2 separate regions of the Callithrix jacchus genome follow, and region 2 is linked to region 1. The links are chromatin contacts, called in public Hi-C maps. All regions are on one chromosome and are shown on one strand. The core of a region is the stretch at or near the end of the contact, and the rest is flanking DNA. Distances in the headings are between cores, read along the strand shown.

Region 1 (4,845 bases), core at 1,536-4,035:
GAAAAGGCTATAATTTTCTGTGTATATATAAAGACAGTACCATATGATACAAAAGAACCTTCTCTTTCAGAATAAGAATTTGTTTTTTTCCAAAATTTTGTGCTATACCAAAACTGGAAAAAAAAAATGTGCTATAGAAGTAATGGCCACTAAATTCCCCATTCTTCCAGATTATCGTAATTCTAAAATATGACACATTTATTTTGCTCCAGCCAAAAGGCAGGTGATAAAAGCTCAAGGGTCCCTCCCCTAAAGTGCCCTCAATTAGCTGTGTGACCTTAGGCAAGTCACTGTCTCTGAATTTTAGATTGCTTAGATGTAAAACAAGCCAGTGAAGCTAGATGAACTTTCAGGTCCCTGAATTATAAACTGTCTATAAAGTTACATGGAAGCTGCTTGCACATTATTTAAAGATTTACCTCACTATATTGGCTATAGTTAATTTGATTTAAAATCTTCTGAGTTCAAGGTAATTATTAATTACCACTAAGAAAAAAATGAGTATAAATATCACAAGTATATGAGTTTCATAGTCTGGAGTTTCTTAATTGGCACATAGCCTGAAAGAACATTCTAATTTGGCAGCTGCAATGAAGACATAAGGTCTAACTAACATTAACCAATATTCAGATTTACTATCATTTATTGAGCACCTATAATGTGCCAACCAGGGTGCTGGAGACTACAAAAATGACTGAGGAAATCCTCGCCCATGAGGTGCAAGTCTAGGGAGTAATGCCTATGTAGAGTTTGTGTAATATTCAAATGATGGTGTGGTTTTTTTTGGTTTGTTTTTTTTGCAGATGAGGAACCTGAGACTCATAAAGTGGTAACTGGTTTAAGAACAGGAATCCAGGCCAATCTGATTCTAAAACCATGCTTTCTCTAAAGTACCAATTCTCCTTTGCATTCTCAATGAGAACAAAAAGGTATAAAGTATCAATACTGAAAAGAATAACAGCTCCTTACAGCTAGGCTGTATCAAACATGTTAGTGGTATCTGATCCTCATAACTCTTTGGGACAGGCTACGTGGGTGTTATACAGTCTCATAAATAAGGAAACACTCGGTGTGGTTTAAGTGACTTACCCAAGGTTACATGGCTGTTAAGTGGCAGAGCCAGTGTCTTTCAAATCAATTCCTGAAATTAATACAGTCCCTTGGATCAATCTTCAAAATCCAGCTGTGACCAAGAACGAAAGTATATAGTATCAAACATTTCTCTTTCTTGGTGAAACAAAGTAATGAATTTCTTTGGCAGCGAAAAATTTCTCAGTATTCCATATAAAAAGAAATTCAGAGGAATGTTCATGCAATCTCATTACATAATGCAAATTTAAATAATTTAACAAGCAGACTTGAGGATTTTGCAGAAGTTAGGAAAAATTAGCTCTGGAAACTTCTCCCAATAATTGTATATTTTGTTTTACCTCAGAATTTACGTACTGGACCCAACACTATTGGTTTTACTGACATCATTTTCTAATGAGAATGCAACAATAATTGTACATAGCTATTTTAATCTAAACTAAATATAAAATCTAACGAGTGATTCTGCAAATTTTGCAAGCACAGTAGGCAGAAGAGCAGCATAAAAAGACATGACCCGGTGGTGTGACCTATATATCTTCTAATGCAGTTTCCTACTCTGGTCCTACATTTCTTTGCCACTGTTTCTTACACTGCCTAGAATAAATCTAAAAGATAAAAAATGCTTATTCGTTTCACCTAGAATGCAACTATCTTATCGATCACGGTTAAATAAAATAGTTCACCGTCAGGGCAGAAAAAACATCTTTAGGCCTCCCCTGAAGTTAATTTTAACGAGTTAGTGAGGTAAAGGAATGAAGGGCCAGGCTTTCTTTTAATCGATAACGCAACCCATACACTGAGTGACAGCGGAGTACTGGAGAAAGTGCAAACTCAAAAGAGGTGATAAATCCAATAACTGCCTGATAAGAGCGATGCAGACTGACAGCAAATTACAGCCCACTGCAAAAACTTAAAAAGACCGCCTTGGGGCTGGGAAAGTAGCCTCCACCTTATTAATCACCCCAGCCTTCTAACAAACCATTCATTCGGTGCCCCCAGGTCTTAAGAGGTGGGAACTTTCCCCAGTGGTCTCCTTGATCTCTGGAGATTCTATTGAAGAGGATGGTAGTAAATGCAGAAGACCAGCACTGCGTTTCTCTATTAGCTTTTTCTATACCACGCATTGGCTAAAGGACTAAGATGATGGGGAATGAGGGGGCTTGGAAAATAAATCAAAAGATACTGTGAGAACAGCGTGGCTGACTCCAGCCCCGCCGGTCTAAGCGATCTCAAGTCGGAAGAAGGAAGCAACGCCTGCGGGCGGGCCTGCGGGCGCACGGGGCTGGTGACAGTATGCGCGGAGCAGCAGGTTCCCCCACCCCCAGCTGCAGGGCAAGCCCGGGGTCTCCGCAGGCCTTGCTGCACAGACGACAGAATTGGGACACGGAACTTGGGGCATGTGGCTAGCACCGGGCGGGGGTCGGCCAGCAGAGGAGGAAGCGAGCGCCGGCAGAGGCCTGAGGGGAGGATGCACATGGCTGGCGGCGGCGCTAACAGCGGGCGGAGGGGCGGCCCCGGGACGCGGTACCTGCGGTCAGGCGGTGGCTGCTGCTTCCGCGAGCCTCCTTTGGCCAGCCAGGACCCGGCCGTGCCCTCGCCCTTGTTCTTGCCCACCTCTCTCCCGGCTCTTTTCCCTCTTTTCCCCCGCTTTCCCCCTCCTCATCCGGAGCTCCAAAATGGCGGCGCTGGGGACAGATCACGTGAGCCGCGAGTGGGTCAGGTGACCCGAATGGCGGGCAGCAGGGGCGGGGCGAGGCTCAGGCTCCGCCCACGGGCATTCCGGGCCGGCTGGGCCGGACCTGCGGGAGTGGGGCTCTCTAGCGGGTTTATCCTCTTGCAAACCCCGGCTCCCGGCGGGGTTTGGGCCCAGTTGCCTGGCCCTCACGGCCCCTTTCAGACGTCTAGGTTTAGAAGTCACCGTGTATTCACTTTGGCATCTCCCACGTCACCTAAATCCGCTGTGGGCTAGCTTCATCACCCCACTCCGCAATTGGCTTTTAACAAAGGACATTGACTTTTTTTTTCCTTTCTTTCTTTAGCCTGGCTTCTGAATTTGTATTAGTTCTTTTGGTAGGGCTGTACATTTTGAGGTGTTCTTGGCTAAAATGTAGCGGTCCTAGCCAGGCTCACGGCTTGGCTTTAAGTGGTTCCTGTTAAGGGCCAGAGTTGACTCTGGGAAATCTTGTTGCTTGAGAGATTCAGAATTTGCAGGTTAGTAGGATCAGACCCAGTTACACAACCTCAAACCTCCGAGGGCACGACAGTGTTTGTCATTGGGATCTGTTTTATGAAAGAAAGATTCCAGGGTGTTTTGCCGGCTAACAGTGAAAAAGGGACTAGGTGAACCATTACAGCCAAGTTCACCAAAAATGCTGAATAGTTTTGCTATATTAGGAGCTATGCAGCATGGTGCTCTGGTCTGGACTCAGCGGGTGGGCTGCAGAGATGAGCAAGGGAGTAAAACTGAAGGTTCTGGTCATTGTAATGGAATGTGGTGAGACACCTCTACTCCAGATCTTTGAGAGGCTTCTACAGCTGGCTGGGCTGTCCACTGTCCTGGGAGGAAGATCCAACAAAATTTAGAATCAGACAGGCTGATAATTCCTGTTACTGTATATTAGGGTACGAATTCATCTGAATTTAGGAAACCAGCAAAATTAGATTTTTTTTTGAGTTGGAGCCTCACTCTGTCACCCAGGCTGGGGTGCAGAGGGACCATCTTGGCTCATTGCAATCTCCACCTTTTGGGTTCAAGCTATTCTCCTGCCTCAGCCTCCCCAGGAGCTGGGATTACAGGGATACGCCACCATGTCCGGCTAATTTTTGTATTTGTAGTAGAGACAGGGTTTCACCACATTGGCCAGACTGGTCTCGAACTCCTGACCTCAAGTGATCTGCCCACCTTGGCCTCCCAGAGTGCTGGGATTACAGGCGTTAGCCACCATGCCCAGCAGCAAAGTTATAATTCTGCTATTCCAATTATACCAAATAGCTATGAAGAAGTAAAAATAAAATGTTGAGTAATTTTGTTTCAATGAAAGGTGAGAGATTGAGCAGGAGGCTAACTTAGAAGGATGGAAGGAAAAACAATCAAGGAAAATCAGAAATACAAAGTGTTCAAAGGGAGAACAAACAAGAAATATGGGCTATTGGCACAAACAATCCTAGCTTCCCCTCCCCTCCCCTCCTCTCCCCTTCTCCCTTCCTCCCTTCCCCTTCCCTTTTCTTTCTTTCTTTTTTTTTTTTGAGCCAGAATTTCAGTCTTGTTGCCCAGGCTGGAGTGCAATGGCATGATCGATCTCGGCTCACTGCAACCTCCACCTCCCAGATTCAAGCAATTCTCCTGCCTCAGCCTCTTGAGTACTTGGGATTACAGGCATTTACCACCATGCCCAGCTAATTCTTTTCTCTATGTTGGTTAGGTTTCTAATGTTGGTTAGGCTGGTCTCGAACTCCTGACCTCAAGTGATTCACCTGCCTTGGCCTCCCAAAGTGCTGGGATTACAGGTGTGAGCCACTGCACCTGGCTATGTAGTGCATTTTCTTTATCCATTTTACGGTTGTTAGGCACTTTGGTTGATTACATGTCTTTGCAATTGTCAATAGTGCTTCAGTAAATATGAGTGCAGGTGTCTTTTTGCTAGAATGATTTATCTTCCTTTGGGTATACACCCAGGAGTGGGATTGTTGGGTGGAATGGTAGTTCTAATTTTAGTTCTCTGAGAAATCTGTTTGTTACTGCAGGATGACACA
Region 2 (5,334 bases), core at 432-2,931, 190 kb before region 1:
AACCCTCCCTTGCCTTGCCTATTTCTGCAGACCCAGCACTGTGCCTGGCCCATAGCAGGTGCACTCTCAATATCTGCCAGAGAGCAGTTAGAAGGTGGTAGGAGGTGGGGAAGGGGAAATGGAGAATTGTCCTGTAGCTACAGTTTCAGTTCTGCAAGATGAAAACATTCTAGAGTGTGAACACTGAAGAGCACACTTAAAAATGGCTGAGACGGTGAAATTTTATTTCAACAATTAAAAAAATGGTAGCATGATAGGGTAATCACATACTCATTCAATAAACCTGCCACCGAATCAATTACCTGCATCTCTCTCAGGTGCTCCGCCCTGTGTTGGGGTAAAACAGAATAGTGAGGCAGGCTAAGTGAGGCACTAGACTCATGTCACTCCCACAATCGAGGAAACTGCCAAGCTGCCTATTATCAGGCTCACTTTAAGGTACTCACAGTTTAGTAGAGAAACATCAACCAGTAATCGCAATACAAGCTGTGATGTGGCGCTGCACACGTGTTTACTTAACTAACAATAACGAAGATACCCTGCGAATGATTTTGGCCAAATCACCATTCCAGCCAAAACAAAAAGAGTCACCTGTTTTAAAACAGCGAACGCAAAAGAAACCCATTTGTTGAAACCACTTTCAAAAAGTTCAGGTTTCCAGCCCATACCTGTGCTTTGCTTCCTGCTGGGCCGCATCGCCAGGATCCTGGGGAAAAAAAAAATTAATAGAGAAATTTCACAGGGGGTGGGGAAGGAACGGTTGAGTTGTTTCCGATACGTTAGTCTCTTGCAGTGGTAGAAACTCCCCAAATAATTAAGAAACTGGGCCTCACAGAAATCAATGAACTAGTAGTTCCCACTTAGAATGTTTTGACGAGCGTCTAAAATCACAGTCTCACAGAACGCTTTAGAATACAGGGCACCCCGGGGAGAGGAATTCCCTGAATTGCGAAACCGTGTTTTACGTGTAGAAATAATTTCTGGAAAATAAAATGGGCCTCGATATTAGGGCCGCCGATAATTCAAAGACGCGTCCTGCGAGACCAAGCCCTCGGTCCCTAAAGTCCCCGTCCCTTTCTTTATCAGAAACGCCTCACCGGGCGGCCCCTCCCGGCCTGTCATCCTGGCGGGACGAGCGTTCCTCAGACCCCGCCGCGCTCTCAGCACCGGGAACACAAGCGACCCTCATCGCCTCTCGGCTAAACTTGGGTCAGAACAACTGAATTCGGCCCGGCTGCTGCTGGCTCCAAAAGCAGAGACTGTGCTTGGATTCCGGCCGGGCACGACGAGCCTGCTCCGGGCCAGGAAACCCCACACCCTCACGCCCGTGCAGGTCCCGCACGTGGCGGCCCCCGCTGCCGGCCTCTCAGGCTCCTCGCGACGGGGAAAGCGGCGAGGCCCCCTCGGAGCCCGCCAGGGTAGCGTCCGGGACCCGGGTCCCTGGGGAGGCGCCCAGAGCCACCGCCCCGGAGCCGCGCCCTCCACCCCGGGCGAGGGCAGCGCCCCGCGGGGGCAGTGCCTGGCGGGAGCCGGCGGGCTCACCCCGTGCTTGGCCTGTAGCTCAGCCAGCCTCTGCCTCCTCAGCGCCTCCAGCTCCTCTTCCGCCATGGCTCGGCGTCCGCGGTGGAGCAGCCGCGGTCACACAGCAGAACCTCGGCGCGAGCGCGGCTCTGACCACTGCGCAGGCGCCAGAGGGGCCCAGGCGTCACCAATCCAGCCCGGAGCAACGCCCCGTGCCGTTGCCAGGGTGCCGAGAGAGGCCCGATTCCCAGATCTCAGGCGGCCGAGCGCGGGCGCGCGGGGGAGGCGGGGCCTCCGGGATACACCTCCCAACCGTGATCTGCGCCTCTGCGTACGGTGACGCGGGCTGCGCTGGGGCGGGGCTCCGCTTTGGAAAGGTTAATAGCCGAAAAATGTGGCATCAAGCCTAATTATGGGTACAATGTGCTGGCGGCCTAGAGGGCTAGGCACTTATTATCTCTATTTATAGATGAGGAACCAGGGGCACAGGAAGGCTGAGTGGGGTGATGGAAATGTCCTAAAGCTGGATCGTGGCGGTGGCTGCGTGCCTCCTCGGTGCACAGAGGTTGGCCCGTGGCTCCCGCCTGTGGTGCTGGCGCTTCGGTAGGCGGCAGGATTATTTGAGGCCAGGAGTTTGAGACCAGCCTGAGCAATATGGCAAGAGCCTAACTCTACTAAAAATTAAAAAACTAGTGGGCGTGGTGGTGTGCACCTGTAGTCCCAGCTACTCAGGAGGCTGAGTCAGGAGGATCGCTGGAGCCCGGTAGTTCGAGGCTGCAGTGAGCCGTGATCGCTTCACTGCACGCCAGCCTGGGAGACAGAGCCAGACCCTGTCTCTAAAATAAAATATGTGCACAGACCTTCGCCATCTGCCTCCTCCACACACAAAAGGGCTTTTCCTAGGAGGATGCTGCAGTGAGCAGCTGTGGCTGGTGTAACTCTTTGGTGGAATAAAGCCCTTCTGCCTTTGGCTTGTGGGGGTTGGGGACAGAGAGGATATTCAGTTACCTAAACGTGTGACTCATACAGATTCTGTTTATGTGTGTGTTATTTTATTTTTTACATTAAAAAATAAAGATGGGATCTCCCTATGTTGCCCAGGCTGGACTCTTAACTCCTGAGCTCAAGCAATCCTTTTGCCTCGGCCTCCCAAAGTTATAGTATACAGGCATAAGCCACCACACCTGGCCTGTGTATTTTAATTGTGACAAAATATACATGATATAAAATTTACCCTTTTCACCATTTTCATATGTATGAAATACATTGAAATTACTATGCAGTTGTCACTATCAATCTTGGGTCACTGCAACCTCCACCTCCCGGCCTCAAGCCATTCTCCTGCCTCAGTCCCACAGGTAGCTGGGACTACAGACGTGCGCCACAACTCCTGGCTAATTTTATACTTTATAGTAGAGATGGGGTTTCACCATGTTGGTCAAGCTGGTCTCGAACTTCTGACCTAAAATGATCCGCCTGCCTCGGCCTCCCAAAGTGCTGGGATTACAGGCGTGAACAACTGTGCCCACCATCAATCGCTACAACTTTTTCATCATCCTGAACTGGAACTCTACCCAGTAAAGATTTAGGTTGGTTCAAGGGGCCTCCCATGGGAATGGGTGGAGGTGGGAGGGGCCTGAGAGTAATAATCAGTCTCCATCTATCCTCATTCTAGTTTCTATGAATTTGCCTATTCTAGGTACCTTGTATATGTGGAATCATACACTATTTGTCCTTTTGCGACTGGCTTATTTCACCTAGCATATGTCTTCAAGGTTCATCCGTGTTGTAGCATGTGTCAGAATTTCCTTCCCTCTTAAGGCTGAATACATTTCATTGTGTGGATATACCTATCACATTTTGTTTATCCCTTCATCTGTCAATGGACACTTAGGTTGCTTCCACCTTTTGGCTATTATGGGTGTACAACTGTCTGTTCAGGTCTGTGCTTTCACTTGGATAGATACCCAAAAGACAAATTGTTGGATCATGTGGTATTGCTATGCTGAGAAATGGCCATACCTTTTTTTTTTTTTTTTTTAAATAACAGAGATGGGGTTTCACCATGTTGGCCAGGCTGGTCTCAAACTACTGACCTCAGGTGATCTGCCTGCCTTGGCCTCCCAAAGTGCTGGGATTACAGGCATAAGCCACTGTACCCGGCCTTGTTTTTCTCTTTCAAAGTTGTTTTGGCTGTACAGAGTCCCGTGAGATTCTGTATGATTTGCAGGATAGAATTTTTAGTTTCTGCAAAAAATGTCTTTTAGATTTTGGTAGGGATGGAAGTGAATCTATAAATTGCTTTGAGTGGGATTGGCATCTTAACAGCATTACGTTTTCTAATCCATGAGCAGGGCATGTCTTTCCATTTATTTGTCTTTAATCTTAGCAATAATTTGGAATTTTCATTGTACAAATCTTTCACCTCCTTGGTTAAGTCCTAAGTATTTTATTATTTTTTATGCTATTATAAATGGTTTTATTTTTAGATTGTGCATGTTAGTGTAAAAAATGCAATTTTGTGTGTCGACTTTATATCTTTGCTAAATTTTGTTTACTAGTGCTAACAATTTTTTGGTGGAATCTTTAGTTTTCTACATTTAAAATCATATCCTCTCTGAATGGAGATCATTTTACTTCTTCCTTTCCAATTTGGATGCTTTTTATTTCTTCTTCCCTAATTACTCTGGTGAGGATTTTCATTACTATGTTGAATAGAAGTGGTGAAAGTGGGCATCCTTGTCTTGTTCCTGAACTTAGAGGAAAAACTCAGTCTGTTACTATTTAGTATGATATTCCCTGAGGTTTTTTCATATATGGCTTTTATTATGTTGAGGTACTTTCCTTCTGTTTCTAATTTTTTAGTGTTTTTATCATGAAAGCATGTTGAATTTTATCACATGCGTTTTCTGTATCAGTGGAGATAATTATGTAGTTTTCCCCTTCCTTCTGTTAATGTTTTATATTACATTGATTGCTTGATTTTCTCTCTCTCTTTCCTTCTTTTTTTTTTTTGAGACAGAGTTTCGCTTTGTCACCCAGGCTAGAGTGCATTTGCATAATCTTGGCTCACTGCAACCTCCACCTCCCAGGTTCAAATGATTCTCCCGCCTCAGCCTCCCAAGTAGTTGGGATTACAGGCATGTGCCACCACACTTGGCTAAGTTTTTGTATTTTTAGTAGAGATGAGGTTTCACCATGTGGGCCAGGCTGGTCTTGAACTCCTGACCTCAAGTGATCTGCCTGCCTCGGCCTTCCAAAGTGACAGGATTATAGATATGAGCCATTGAGCCAGGCCACACTGATTGATTTTCATATGTTGAAAGTTCCATCCCAGGAATACATCACATTTGGTCGTGGTCTATACTCTTTTAGTGTGGTTTAGGATCTTTCCTTTTCCTCCCAGGATTCTGAAATTTTGCAAAGGTTTGGGTTTTTTAAAAGCCCTCTCTTTGCTTGGCAGATTCTTTTGATCTATACACTTCTGTCTTTAACTTTTGGGCAATTTTGTTTTGTTGTCCATTTGATGCTTTTTTTCTCTTTGATTTCTATCTTCCTCTATCTGGGACACCTGTAGACTGGACCTCCTGGATAAGTCTTTCATATTTCTTTTATTTCATGTCTTCTATCTCTGTCTTTCTGCCCTACTTTTTGGACTTCTTTTGTTTTATCATCTGACCTTTCTCTTGAATTTATTTAAGCCATCATACTTTTATAAGAACGCTTTCTTGTTCCCTTATTGCACCATTTTAAATTTACTGATTTACTTATTCTCCTTACTGTTTATGCGGCATTGTTGTGCCATTTGCCTAC

What was found. A called contact is a pair of places that touch in the nucleus more often than the background predicts.
Region 2: a contact with region 1 is called in a Hi-C map of skeletal muscle, with 2.8 times the contacts expected there. The contact joins the promoter of PDCD5 here to the promoter of ZNF507 in region 1. A contact is called at or near these places in 2 of 3 Hi-C or Micro-C datasets (both in skeletal muscle).

What each region holds. Positions count from the first base shown.
Region 1 is chr22:29,328,365-29,333,209 of calJac240_pri, reverse strand. It overlaps ZNF507 (zinc finger protein 507), which reads right to left and starts at 2,785. Exons shown (of 7, transcript XM_002761977.6): 1 at 2,621-2,785; 2 at 1,090-1,183.
Region 2 is chr22:29,519,979-29,525,312 of calJac240_pri, reverse strand. It overlaps PDCD5 (programmed cell death 5), which reads right to left and starts at 1,681. Exons shown (of 5, transcript XM_017967839.4): 1 at 1,543-1,681; 2 at 669-706. The coding sequence starts at 1,608.